4 separate regions of the Sus scrofa genome follow, and regions 1, 2 and 3 are each linked to region 4. A link is a contact called in public HiChIP or PLAC-seq data. All regions are on one chromosome and are shown on one strand. Each heading gives the region's core, a stretch centred on a gene start, on an enhancer-like site or on the middle of the called end of the contact. The rest is flanking DNA. Distances are from core to core; before and after follow the strand shown.

The links. HiChIP or PLAC-seq counts read pairs in DNA pulled down with a chosen protein or histone mark.
Region 1: a contact with region 4 is called in an H3K27ac HiChIP or PLAC-seq map of alveolar macrophages. The contact joins two enhancer-like sites. A contact is called at or near these places in 2 of 2 datasets of contacts at active chromatin or transcription factors (alveolar macrophages and skeletal muscle).
Region 2: an H3K27ac HiChIP or PLAC-seq map of alveolar macrophages shows a contact between it and region 4. The contact joins two enhancer-like sites. A contact is called at or near these places in 2 of 2 datasets of contacts at active chromatin or transcription factors (alveolar macrophages and skeletal muscle).
Region 3: an H3K27ac HiChIP or PLAC-seq map of alveolar macrophages shows a contact between it and region 4. The contact joins two enhancer-like sites. A contact is called at or near these places in 1 of 47 Hi-C or Micro-C datasets (heart right ventricle) and 1 of 2 datasets of contacts at active chromatin or transcription factors (alveolar macrophages).

Annotation. Positions count from the first base shown.
Region 1 is chr13:126,169,070-126,172,325 of Sscrofa11.1, forward strand. All of the region lies in intron 5 of LPP (lipoma-preferred partner), which reads left to right. Among named protein-coding and RNA genes, the nearest start is that of MIR28, 110 kb to the right of the region's middle. Within about 2 kb of position 1,537, at least 4 of the 83 cell types and tissues checked have an H3K27ac peak or open chromatin away from gene starts, as enhancers often do. A contact at or near this core is called in alveolar macrophages, where this site is marked.
Region 2 is chr13:125,760,299-125,763,318 of Sscrofa11.1, forward strand. No RefSeq gene overlaps it. Among named protein-coding and RNA genes, the nearest start is that of LPP, 21 kb to the right of the region's middle. Within about 2 kb of position 1,408, at least 9 of the 83 cell types and tissues checked have an H3K27ac peak or open chromatin away from gene starts, as enhancers often do. A contact at or near this core is called in alveolar macrophages, where this site is marked.
Region 3 is chr13:126,198,768-126,201,821 of Sscrofa11.1, forward strand. All of the region lies in intron 5 of LPP (lipoma-preferred partner), which reads left to right. Among named protein-coding and RNA genes, the nearest start is that of MIR28, 82 kb to the right of the region's middle. Within about 2 kb of position 1,449, at least 2 of the 83 cell types and tissues checked have an H3K27ac peak or open chromatin away from gene starts, as enhancers often do. A contact at or near this core is called in alveolar macrophages, where this site is marked.
Region 4 is chr13:125,975,306-125,978,701 of Sscrofa11.1, forward strand. The region is part of intron 2 of LPP (lipoma-preferred partner); the gene reads left to right. Among named protein-coding and RNA genes, the nearest start is that of LPP, 190 kb to the left of the region's middle. Within about 2 kb of position 1,921, at least 14 of the 83 cell types and tissues checked have an H3K27ac peak or open chromatin away from gene starts, as enhancers often do. A contact at or near this core is called in alveolar macrophages, where this site is marked.

The DNA of each region.
Region 1 (3,256 bases), core at 287-2,786, 190 kb after region 4:
AAGACAACATGGATTTAAGATTTTCCAGGCTCCTTTGAGAAGTTTTCAGGGTCTTTCCCTCCAAAGCAGTAAACTGAAAAGAAGAAGCCCCCCGCCCTTTTTTTTTTCTAGTTTTTTAGGCCTCTGAATATCTAGGTTTAAAGACATCTGCTGTAGCCTCTTTTTTTTTTTTTTGGTCCTTTGTCTTTTCTGCAGCTGCACCCGTGGCATATAGAGGTTCCCAGGCTAGGGATCAAATCGGAGCTGTAGCTACCAGCCTATGCCACAGCCACAGCAACACGGGATCTGAGCCACGTCTGTGATCTACATCACAGCTTATGGCAACGCGGGATCCTTAATGCACTGAGCAAGGCCAGGAATCAAACCCTCAAACTTCATGGTTCCTAGTCAGATTCATTAACCACTGAGCCATGACGGGAACTCCTTCTCTTTCTCTCTCTCTTTTTTTTTTTTAACGTTAGTTGGAGCTTTAAATGTAACAATTATTAAGTCCCCTGTTTTATCCTTGTAACAACCCTATGAGACAGATACCATGACTATACTCATTTTACAGATGAGGAATCAAGACCCAGAGGAGTTTTGTTTTTTATTTATTTGTTTTCCCTTGAAATAATACTGCTGGAATGTGGCAGGCCTGGGATATTGAGTCCAGTCAATTTTCACTCATTTGCTTTTGGTATATATAGCTAGCTCTCTTCAGCATAAATTCTTGACCTCTCATTTGATGCTGACTCTCCCCAAACTCTTAATCTTTGTGCTACTAGGTGCATTTTATCTGTGGCAAGAACACGGTTACCCTGGAAACTCACTAGCTCGAATGGCAATCCAATTATAGCACCGCAGCTCTGGTTTATTAAATTAGCATTGCTGATGACGTGGACTTCTTGATTGAATGATGCTAAGAAATGGGTTCTCACCAGTTGTTCTTGCCTCTTGGAACCATTTGGGTTCATTCTCTCCCCCCTTCCCCCCCCCCACAAAAAAAAGTTACTTTGTGTGATTGATTGGACTGGAGATACCCTAGGATTGTCTTTTTTGGACCTTGGGCTTTCAGCAGTAGAGTAGCTGGAGATGCATAAAAGGAAGCCTGACTGGATTCTGCCTGCCTTTTGAGTAGCCACCTCCACCTAACCCCAGCCTCCTGATGTAGGGCCCTGGTTTGAATGGCTGAGGCTCATGGTCATCTGTTTGTATGGTTGTTATTTCCACTTCAGCCCATTGTGTAGCTGCAGATTTGGTTCAGGAAAAGATGCAGCTCTTTGATAGACTTTGGCTCTTTACAGACCTCTGATAGACCAAGAATTTGCTTTGGTTCACATTGATTTGGTTTGTGAGTTTCCTTTAAATACACAGAATTTAGATGAATTGAATATAGTCAGAATTGAATATAGTCAGTGCTTAGCCCAGTGACACCAGCTTGGAGGAAATGATGTTCTTTATGCTAGTGGGCTCTCAGCTTCCTGAAGTGGTAACAGGTAGGCTGGTAGAATTTTGTGTTACTTCCTTCCAGTGTCACGCACTATGCCAGGCGCACTTCCTATTACCCCGGTGAGTTTCATCAGCTCTATTATTAGCTCCATTATAGAGGAGGTAAAGGAAGAGCTAGAAGAGAGGGCTTGCTCATTTGCTGGGTTGTGCAGGGATGATGAGTTTGAGCACAAGTTCCTAACTTACAGTCCAGTGTTCTTTCCTTTATACCATAGTGTGTCAAGGTCAATCTTCTGTATCTCAGAAAACAAAACAAGGATTAAAAGCACTGCATCTGAATTCTTGAAGAACTAGTGTAGCTGGTATCTTTGGGGCTCATTTCCATGAGGAAAAATGGAACAATAATGATATTGGATAAAAATATTGAGTGGTAAAGAAATGAGTGAGAATATTTTATCAGCCACAAAATGGTAATCTCATGTAAGGTTGTAGTGTTACACTTGTAATTACCCAGCTGTCTCTCACATTCACTCCTGTCTCTACCCCAGTACTTTCTAGTTGTGTAAAACTTAATCTGAGAGTACTTTAGGTATTCCTTATCTATAGTTGTAGTTTTATATATAAGTATAATACTTATACTTCCTTATGTAGTATTCTGTGTCTATAGTTGTAGGGATTTAGATTTTTAAAATCCTAATTCTTTTATTTCCCTGACAGTATTAAATTCTTCTCTAATTTACTCTGAGAAATAACACCCTAGATACTTCCACATCTATTGTATTTTTCTCTTAATTAGGTATGGATCTATGTATTACTTGAATTGTGACATGTAATTATGTATGAATATTTAATAGCATTTAAAGTGATGTGTACACTAAGTTATTTCTGGGGTTGTAGGAGATAAGACTTCTTTCTTACACTTCTCTACATATTTTTTCTTTTTCTTTTAGGGCCGCATCTGTGGCATAAGGAAGTTCCCAGGCTAGGGATCCAGTCAGACCCTATGCCAGACCTATGCCAGATCCCAGCAACATCTGCAACCCATGCCACAGCTTGCAGCAATGCTGGATCTTTAACCCACTGAGCGAGGCCAGGGATCGAACCCACATCCTCGAAACTAGTTGGGTTCTTAACCCACTGAGCCACAACAGGAACTCCCTCTACATATTTTTTAAGTTTCTATAATTAACCTACTTTGCTTTTGCTTTACATGTATATTGTAATTTATATAAATATTTCTATAAATGGGTACATAATGTTTATTTTCATAAATTTGAATAAATGTATGTACACCCAGAGAGTATTTTGGCAAAGTATAACATCTTTTAACAATAAACATCTGACAAGGCAAATTTAAAAACTATTGATTTTTCTATCCCTCCCTTTCTCTCTCACTTTTCCCTTTTTCTCCACCTCTTCTACCTACTTATCTATCTATCTAATCTCTCCCTTCACCCCCTTTTCTTTCTTTTATCCCTGCCCAGCACCTTTTTAGCACTTTTCAGAATAGAAACTAAAACAATAGAAAGTAAAATGATCTTAAATATAATGTTTTAGAAAAATAGAATGTTTTTTGAGAGGAGACGGCTTTTTTGGATCCATATATCATTCTGGTACTTTTATCTATCTCAAAACAAAAGTAGAATTGTGATTTTTAATACTAATTTCAATTTTTAATGAATAGACTTTCCTTTCCAACCACTCTGATGAGAGGGAACAGAACACAAACACAAACCTGTTGGTTCTAGTAACACACATCCTAGCTGAGTGCCTTTTATGGTTTCCAATGGCCCTTATGATTTCTTTTTCTTCCTTTTCAAGTTTATAA
Region 2 (3,020 bases), core at 158-2,657, 220 kb before region 4:
AACATTGTTAAAAGGGAAGGTTGGAGTGACGGCCCCCAGGTCATTTCTAAGTCTGTGATACCAAGTTTGAAAACCCCTGAATTTATGACTCTAGTCAGCACTAAAGAATCTTTTTATTACAAACCACAAAAGATGCTGAAAGTAGTTGGTAAACTATGAACTGGACTCAAAATGTAAAAATCATTATGAATTATTTTGAAAAGCCAAGTCTTTGTAAATCCTGAGTATGTAGTTACTTCATCCTCACAAAAAGCCAGCGCCTCTGCAGTTAAAAATCTGTTCCTCAGAACCATCCGTTACATTATTTTTCTCTGTGGTGAGCTTGTGCCCACAGTCTAAAATGGACACTTTCATTTCAGACCCATTTTATTTTATTTTATTTTATTTCCATTTTTAATTTTTTACTTTTTAGAGCCACACCTGTGGCATATGGAAGTTCCCAGGCTAGGGTTACGCCACAGCCACAGCGACGCCAGATCCCAGCCACCTCTGTGACCTACACTGCAGCTTGTGGCAATGCATGATCCTTAACCCACTGAGTGAGGTCAAGGATGGAACCTGCATCCTCATGGATGCTAGTCAGGTTCATAATCTGCTGAGCCACAATGGGAACTCTTCAGACCCATTTTGAAAGGCCCAGAGAGCTTGTCAACAGTCCAGATATCTTCACTAAAATAAGGGCTACTATTTCTTTCAGTGTTATGCATTATACGTATCCTTTAGTCTATGCTATGTAATAAGCCCGTTCAAAACCTTAGTGACCTCAAACAGTCATTAGCTCACAATTCTCGTGGTCAGTGATTCGGGCTGGGTTTAGCTGTGTGGTCATTCTGATGACCTTGCCTGGATACACTCATGCAATTCCAGTCAATTGGCAAGTCTGCTTGGAGCTGATTGCTGCTGGCTTATAGCAAGGCTGTGTGCCTGCATTGTTTAGCAGGTTAGCTCAGGCTTTTTCACATAGAGTTGAGTTTTATACAAAGAGAGAGAGGGCAAAAGCAGAAGCTGTGAGGTTTCCCAAGGCCTAGACTCAGAAGTTGCAAAACATTGGAGTTCCTGTTGTGGCTCAGTGGTTAACAAATCTGACTAGGAACCATGAGGTCATGGGTTCGATCCCCGGCCATGCTCAGTGGGTTAACAATCCAGCATTGCTGTGAGCTATGGTGTAGACTGCAGACGCAGCTCGGATCCCGCATTGCTATGGCTATGGCATAGGCCGGTGGCTACAGCTCCAATTAGACCTCTAGCCTGGGAACCTCCATATGCCGAGGGAGCGGTCTTAGAAAAGGCAAAAAGACAAAAAAAAAAAAAAAAAAAAAAAGAAGTTGCAAAATATATGGCTGCTGTATTCTTGTATCAGTCAAAGTCATGAGGCCAGCTAGATTCAAAGGGTGACTAAGTAAATTCCTCTTCTTTGTGGGAGGAAGAGCAAAGTAACATTGTAAAGAGACTATTGTAGCTCTCTTTGCAAACACAGTACACCTCTAACCAATGTCAGTTTTTGCTTAGAGATACTACAATTGATTTTCTTACTCCTTGATATTTCAACAAGGTCTAACATATGATAAATGCAGTTTGGGATCCAAAATACATACAAGTTGTAGAGAGAGTGAAAATAAATCAGAATTCTTCAGTCATCGGTGCTACTGTAAAGCCTAATCTCCTGCCCACAGTGTCTTGAGGTCTGGCCTGTGCATCTGCTTGCCTCATTAACCTGAGGCTTCTCTTAGGATTGCAGTTTGTCACATGTTACTGGGAAATGACCCATGAAATTTCCTCTGCTGGAGGTCTCTTAACCCATGCATGGTAGAGCCAATGAAGTCTTTAGAAATGTCCTGTGCTTGCTCCTTGCTAGCAACAATTATCTGTCCATAAATGAAATTTGCCTCAGAGAGAAGTGGTCAAATTTATAAAAACATAAAAATGGGGAGTTCCTGTTGTGTCTCAGCAGAAACGAATCATAATTACCCCTCAGACTCTGGTTCAATGGATCTAGAGTAGGTATTCACAGAGTAGTAGAGAATATAAGGTATGAACAGGAAGGAAAATGTAATAAAATTGCTTTTAATATAATAAAAATGTGATAGAAGAGGTATAGCAAAAGCACTGTAGGTATTCAAAAAAAGGAAGATATTTTTAGCTGGAGAGGGAGAAATCTAGAAAGACTTTCTAGAGAAAGAAAACTTTGACTTGAACTTGAGCAGTTGAGATATATTACAGATGTACTGAGGGATCACCTATGGTTGAATGAAGAAAATAGAATGTCTCTATCTCTGGGGATGCAGCAGTGCTGATGATTGGTCTCTGGCCTGTGTTGGCCACAGCAAAGTGTTAGAAGGAGACCTCTCTTGACACCTTTTTTTTTTTTTTTTTTTTTTTTTTTTGCTTTTTTGGGCTTCACCTACAATATGGAAGCTCCTAGACTAGGTGTTGAATTGGAGTTGGAGTTGCAGCTACTGACCTACACCATAGCCACATAGCTGCAGCAATAGCAATGCAGGATCCAAGCCATGTCAGTGACATACACCACAGCTTATGGCAAGGCTGGATCCTTAACCCACTGAGCCAGGCCAGGGATGGAACCCACATCCTCATGGATACTGGTTGGATTCGTAACCTGCTGAGTCACAACAGAAACTCCTTTTGATATTTCTTATCTGCCACATATTTGAATGTCAACTCAAAGTCATTGATATGAATTCCAGAAGACATGACACATACATACATGGAAACCATCCCTAAACCATAAAATTGGAAATAAATGCTAGCTGTTTGTGTTCTAGTAGATTATGCGTTTCATATCATCCAGTTTACACAGCATAACTATGGCCCTAACAGATTATCAATAAAATTCACATGGAATGAATTAAAAATTGGTCACTTAATTGGATCTGGGGCTACACATTGCGAAGACTGACTTGCCTGACTCAGAACTAGAGTGCAAGAAAACTTCATTGTTGATGGTTTGTCATGATGATGATGGAGTTTCTCAGAGGCTAGGACTGCTGAGTCATGGGGGC
Region 3 (3,054 bases), core at 199-2,698, 220 kb after region 4:
GCAAGTAATGTGATCAGATCTGCATTTGAGGGGAATCACTTTCTCTAGAATGAAGGGTTCATTGATGTTGAAGAAGTGTAGACATTGGGAGCCCAGTTTGGATGCTGATGGATAATTCCTGGTGGGAGGTGGCTACAGCAGAGGAAACAGGGAAGTATTTGAATTCTAAATTTCCTATTTAGGGAATAAGATCAACAGGATTTTTTACTTGAATGGGATGTGAGGGAGAGGCTCAAGAAGGACTCCTAGTGTTCTCATTTGAACAATACTGAGGTGGATGTGAAAAGCAGACAAAAAGCATGAAAATTAGATTCAAGGAGGAAGATGAAGTAGTTTTTAACATCTTAAGCTTGAAGAGCACATGAGACATCCAAGTAAATACATGAAATAGAATTGAATATTTGGGCCTAGCATTTCAAGTACAGATGGATTCTGGAGAGAGAAGGTCAAGAGATTCTTCATAATATAGAAGGTATTTCAAGTGTGGGCAAGGTTGTGGCAAGAGTTAATAGAGAGAGTTAAGGGAGGTCTTGTGTCAGATAAAGAGAATCATTATTCATCATCCTTTGGGCACTATGTTGACTAGTATCAGTAGCACTTTGGTAGAAAGACTAGAAAAGCACTTCTAGCAAAAAGCTAGAAAGAGCCTGAATTCTTGCTGTCATTGTTGAACAGGCATAGTGGTTCTTGGCTGCCCTTCCTATTACAAAAGATAAATCTCTATATGTTTCAGACCATGATAACTTGATTTTCTGTAGTTTACAGTGTGACTTCTTCCCAACTTATAAACACACAAGACAATCATTAAAACACTAGACGGTAATTTATTTTATTTTTTTTTGGCTGCACCCGCCACATATGGAGGTTCCCAGGCTAGGAGTCAAATCATAGCTGTAGCTGGTGGCCTACACCACAGCCACAGCCATGCCAGATCCTTAACCCACTGAGCGAGGCCAGGGATTGAACCCACAACCTCATGGTTCCCAGTCAGATTTGTTTCCACTGTGCCACGACGGGAACTCCTAGCAGGCAATTATGTTAATGGAGGTATCTACAAAGCCCATTGGAAATATAACTGAAAGACCATAGAAAAAACTCAAAATCCTTCCAGGGGATTTATATGTCTTTTTATGTTTTTATTTTCCTGTTAATTATTTTATAAACATCTTTAATATATAAAGTTAATGGGAGGAGGATAGTGTCCTAGGATGTCTCTCTATCCCCCAGGAGTTAATCTGGTAGAGAAGCCAATCCATAATCAATAACTATTGAATGGATGTCTCCAGACTTCCAGAAAGACTTTACGGAAGAGGCACAATTTGATTTGAGACTCGAAGAATCAGTAGCCAACTGCCAGACAGAAATTGACTGAGCAGCAGGGAAGAAACATGGTGAACAGTCATAAAGAAGAAATCAGAGACTGTAGAAGGAAGTTGTGGCTGACAAGCAAGAGTACATACATAAGTGTATGGTCTATTCTTGTCTTTATGTAAGCCTAATATTGCTGGAGTGTATGCTGTGTGTGATGGAGGAAATAAGGTGGTGGCTGGACAGGAAGGCAAGGGCTAGATTGGAAAGTCCTTCTAAAGTGTATTAAAAACAGTGCAACATGATAAAAAGAGTTCAACACAAGGCGGAGTCATTGGCAAATCCAGATCAGCAGAGAGCCAGGATCCAGTATTTACGTCAGAGAGATCACACTTGTCAGTATTGCGGAGGAGATATGGGAGAGAGGTGAGATTAGATCATGGCAATAAACAGTTCAGGGTGATGAGAAGGGTCGGAACTAGGGAAGAGAAAGTGAGACTGGGGTAAAGTACAGGGATTCCAGAAATAATCAGATATTATTTAGAAGACGTAGTAGAAGGTTAGAGTAGGAGTGTGTGTGTGCATGTGTATGAACCTGTGGGGTGTGTCCAGGGAATGGGTGGGTTGGGTAAGATGGATAGAGGAATGTGAGATGTGATCTTGAATTGGACAAAAGGAAGCTGTGGATCTGCTCCCTAATATGAGCCAGAGAGGTGCTCTCATGGCCCCTTGACTATCCTTGTCGCCTGGCCACAGTCAGTTCTGCCTGGTAGAGGAGACATCCATTCAAAAGTTACTGATTATTCATCAGTCTCTCTACCAGACTACTAACTCCTGGGGAACAGGGAAGCATGCACTACTCATTCTAGGACACTATCCTCCCATTAACCTCACTGTGCTTTCCATGCTTAAGAGGCTTGGAAATCAATTAATGGAAAAATAACCACGTAAAAAGACTGCTACAGCAATTCAATTCTCAGGAAAAAAAAATTGTATATGCATATATATGTATATCTGTGTGAGTATAATTTTTAAAATGTGTTTGGTTTTTAAAATAAATGTTAAATCATGATAAAACTTTAAGAATTCCTGCAAAAACAAAAAAGAAATGAAATGCCAAAAATAAATATTCGAAAGTGCCAATGAATCCAGTAAGTAGAAAAGATTTGCTGTGTATTTAATTGAATATGTGGGCCAGGAAAGTGTTGCCATAGCTTTCTTTTTACCACGAAGAACATAAATAAATATGCTTTAAGATGATTCCTGTTCTTTACCCCTTCCACCTCCAATGAGGTAAAAAAAGAGAAAAAATATATAGCTAAATGTGCTATTTTCACACACATAGTTATGAAATAGAAAATACTCAGAAACATGCCGGCATATACACAGCAGACTTCATAATAAAATTGTGGAAAAACTTCATCTAGTGAGCTATTTCCTAGAAGAAAGCAATGGCGTCTGAAACTGTGCTCCGATGCCTTCCTTCAAAGAATTGAGGAATGTTTAAGTTGTGTGTGTGTGTGTGTGTGTGTGTGTGTGTGCGCGCGCATGCGCGCGCATCTACATGTTCATCAAGAAAGAAAAAGTAAAAGAGAAATTTGTTGAAAAAAAGTTGCTTCTAAGTGGTTAGGTCTATATTCTTTTTTGTTTACTTTATGAATATGATTGGTTTTCGTCTTGACAGTATATGACTTTTCAAGTATCTGTTTTGGGGGCAGACTCTTTTACAGCTGTGGTGGAGAGGAT
Region 4 (3,396 bases), core at 671-3,170:
GAAGGAGGGGATGACATGAGGACAAACCAAAATAAAAACCAACACGTTTGTTTTCTCATTTGTTTAGTATTTAACTTTTGCATGGACTCCCTCTGCCTCTTGCTAGATTGTAAGGACTGAGAATTCAGAGCCCTGTCTGTCTTCTCTGTATTCTAGTTGCCTAGAGTCACTCTTGGCTCATCTATGAGCTCAATAAATATTTACCCAATGAATGAGCAATGCTGAAAGATAACATTATTGAGGAAAGAAACATGACATAAATCTGGAAAATTCTGACCTGGCCACTTCTAAACTCCCCTGGAACCCTTACTAAATGCATATTGAGGAGTTCCCATCGTGGCTCAGTAGTAATGAATCCAACTAGGATCCATAGGATGCGGGTTTGATCCCTGGCCTAGCTCAGTGGTTAATCAATCTGGCATTTCAGCTGTGGTGTAGGTCACAGATGTGGCTTGGATCTGTCATTGCTATGGCTGTGGCATAGACCAGCAGCTACAGCTCCAGTTCGACCCCTAGCCTGGGAACTTCCATATGCCACCGTGCGGCCCTAAAAAGATTTAGAAAAATGCATATTTAGTTAGGTGTGAGTACTTTGCCTCATTAACTCACTTAATCCCCATAATCCCCCTCTGAGGAAGGTATTGCTATTACTGCCATTTCACAGATGAAAAATTGAGAACCAGAGAGTTTATCTAGGACTTGAACTCAGATAGTCTGTCTCTAGCAACTCCACTTCTAACCACTAAGCTACATTTACTCCATACTATGAGTATAATTATACCTGCCTGTTCTTCCTCCCAGCATGTTGTAGGGATGAACCAAGATGACAGGTGTGAAAGTATTAGGAAAGGGGTGAACCAACTGGTGAAGGTGAGACAGCACACAGATAACTATCATTTAAGGTAGAAAGTGGAAACTTGCTGAGAAAGTTCAGTGAGGAGCAAAGAACGATTACTTCCAACTGGTGTGGAGGGCAGGGGATTAAGGAAGGCTTCTTGGGGGAAGTGACATTTGGGTTGGCCTTGAATTAATAGGATTTTGATAAAGGGGATGCTTCCTAAGCAAATGGAATGAATAACATAATAGAGGCACCGATGTGCAAAGTGTTGAAAAAGAAGGCATTAGTTTATCGAATTAGCAGATTCTTTGTAAAACAGCGTGCACAGAGTAATGGGGAAGGGAAAGGGCTTGTGGAGGAAGAGGAGGATGCGGTGAGTATAGATAATGAATGGGAAGGTGAAGAAGCATAACAAAAATGCTGCCACCTTCTTAATCTTTCTGGGAATGGACTCTAAGCAAACGGATGATCCCTGCCTTATCTATATCATGCGCTGACGTATTGTTTTCTCCTGCATGGTCAGTAAATAGTAGTCCAAGGAGATACCACTCTTAAAATTGGTCCCTGTAAGCCTGGAGAATGCGGCATACTCTGGCGCCCTCTTAGGTACTGACAAAGTACATTAGCTTGCTAAATCTTTCAGGAAACCCTGTGGGACAGCGGTCAGCTTGCTTTCAATTGACTCTGGAACTTGGTTTTTCCCTTTGAGCAACCCTAGTTAATATCCCCCTGTAGACAGACTCTTGGAGACCTCCAGCCAACCTGCTGGACTGATTCATGTCTGCTTTCCAAGAGATCATCTGGGAATGGACCTAGATCCATTTTCAGGCAGCCCAGAGTCCCATTCTGAAAGAAGAAGTTACACAGAGCACTTTTGCCTGTAGAAGTGGTTATGTGTCATTTAGAAAGAAAGCTGTGCTCAAGATAACCTTGAGAACCTGCAGCCCCTCTGAAAAAAGTAAGAGTGAGAAGCAGGAAGTGAAGGAGCTGTAGGTCTTAAAATGGAATGTGGCTGAGTGTGATGCTTCATAACCACGGGACCTCCCCCAGCAGGCTGCCCTGTGAACTTTTATGAGAAAACATCCTCCAAATCAGTCACTTACCAACCAGCCCGAGAGAGGACCCAATGCCTAGCTCACTCTCACGAACTGCAGTGGCCTGGAAGAGAAAGAAAGTCAGTGTACTGTGTTGAGTGTCCACTCTGTGCCGGACATCACATTTGGAGTCATTGTGTAGAACTGTTTTATTTAATCTTCTCAATAGTTCAACTGGGTTAGGATCATTAATCTCTTCTTGTACAGATGAGGACACTGAATCAAGGGTGCCTCACTGGTGCTAAATAGATCTTGTTTTACACCTTGGCCCTTTGCCATGGTTCTTTCCATCCTTGTCTGTCTGGTGAACTTGTGTTTCTCCAGGTTGTAAAAGAGGTTCTCTTCTGAAGACCTTCTAAACCCTGAGGGACCTCTTGTCCTGCATCACATGATGCTTTTGTTGCTTAGGTCTACATACTTTCTCTCAAGATTTAAACTTTGGGCCTGAGTGGTTCTAGAGACTGCTCTGCTTGCATTCAGCTTTCTCTAGTTCAAGATTTCACCCCAGGTTTATTCGGACCCTGTCCTTCACAGGATACTACCTTCCCAGCCCAGTGTTCTGAACCTTTTTTTGCTGACATTTCTTGAATTTTCTGGATTCTAGGCCTCCTAATTTTTCATGTTGTCCCCCCTCCCCAACGCCCTTCCCCCCTTCCCCCTTTTTAGCCTACCTGTAACCGTCTTGTTATTTACTCAGGTCTGACTTTTACTTTCAAGCAACACTTTTCAAACTTTCTATGCATTGGAATCACCTGGGCAGTCTGTGCCTCAGAGGTTATTGTCCTGGAGGCCTGAGAACACAGTGTGGAAAAATTTATATTTCTAACAAGCTCCGAAATGATTCTGAAATTGTCAGTTTGTGGGCTTGCTTTGATTAATACATCTTTAAAGGACAGTTCAAGACCCCTGTTTTCCAGGAAATTTAACTATCTTTACCCGAAGTGGTTTATTTCTTCCTTTCTCTCTCTCTCTCTTTCTCTTTCCTTCTTTTATGTTTTAAGAGAACCCATCTGAGGCTCTATCCAATTAGATAACTTCCCTAGGGCTCCATTATCAACTTCTTGTGCTTGATTAAACACTTCAGATAAGAGAGACAATGTTGAATAAGTGAACACAAGTTTAGTTGGAGAATCTCGAGAATCCTGAATTCACATCTTGTCATTACTTCTTATGAGCTGTGTGTTTTGGGGCAAATCACATCTTGTAGAGTTGAATCTCTTCATCTCTAAAACAATTATTCCATTTCTTCCTGCTGCAGAAGCTCATGAAAAACATCAAATGAGAGAGTAGATATATAAGTGCAGTACAAATGCAACAATGTTCACAGTAAATTATTGTTGGTGTTTTGTTTGTATAGTTGACTCACTTTATCATTAATTATGAGGCATGAAAGAAATGGCTTTGTTTTTTAATGAGATGTGGGTTGGAAGGTGGGGCTGAAGTGGTGCTGAGATTTTAGGAAAG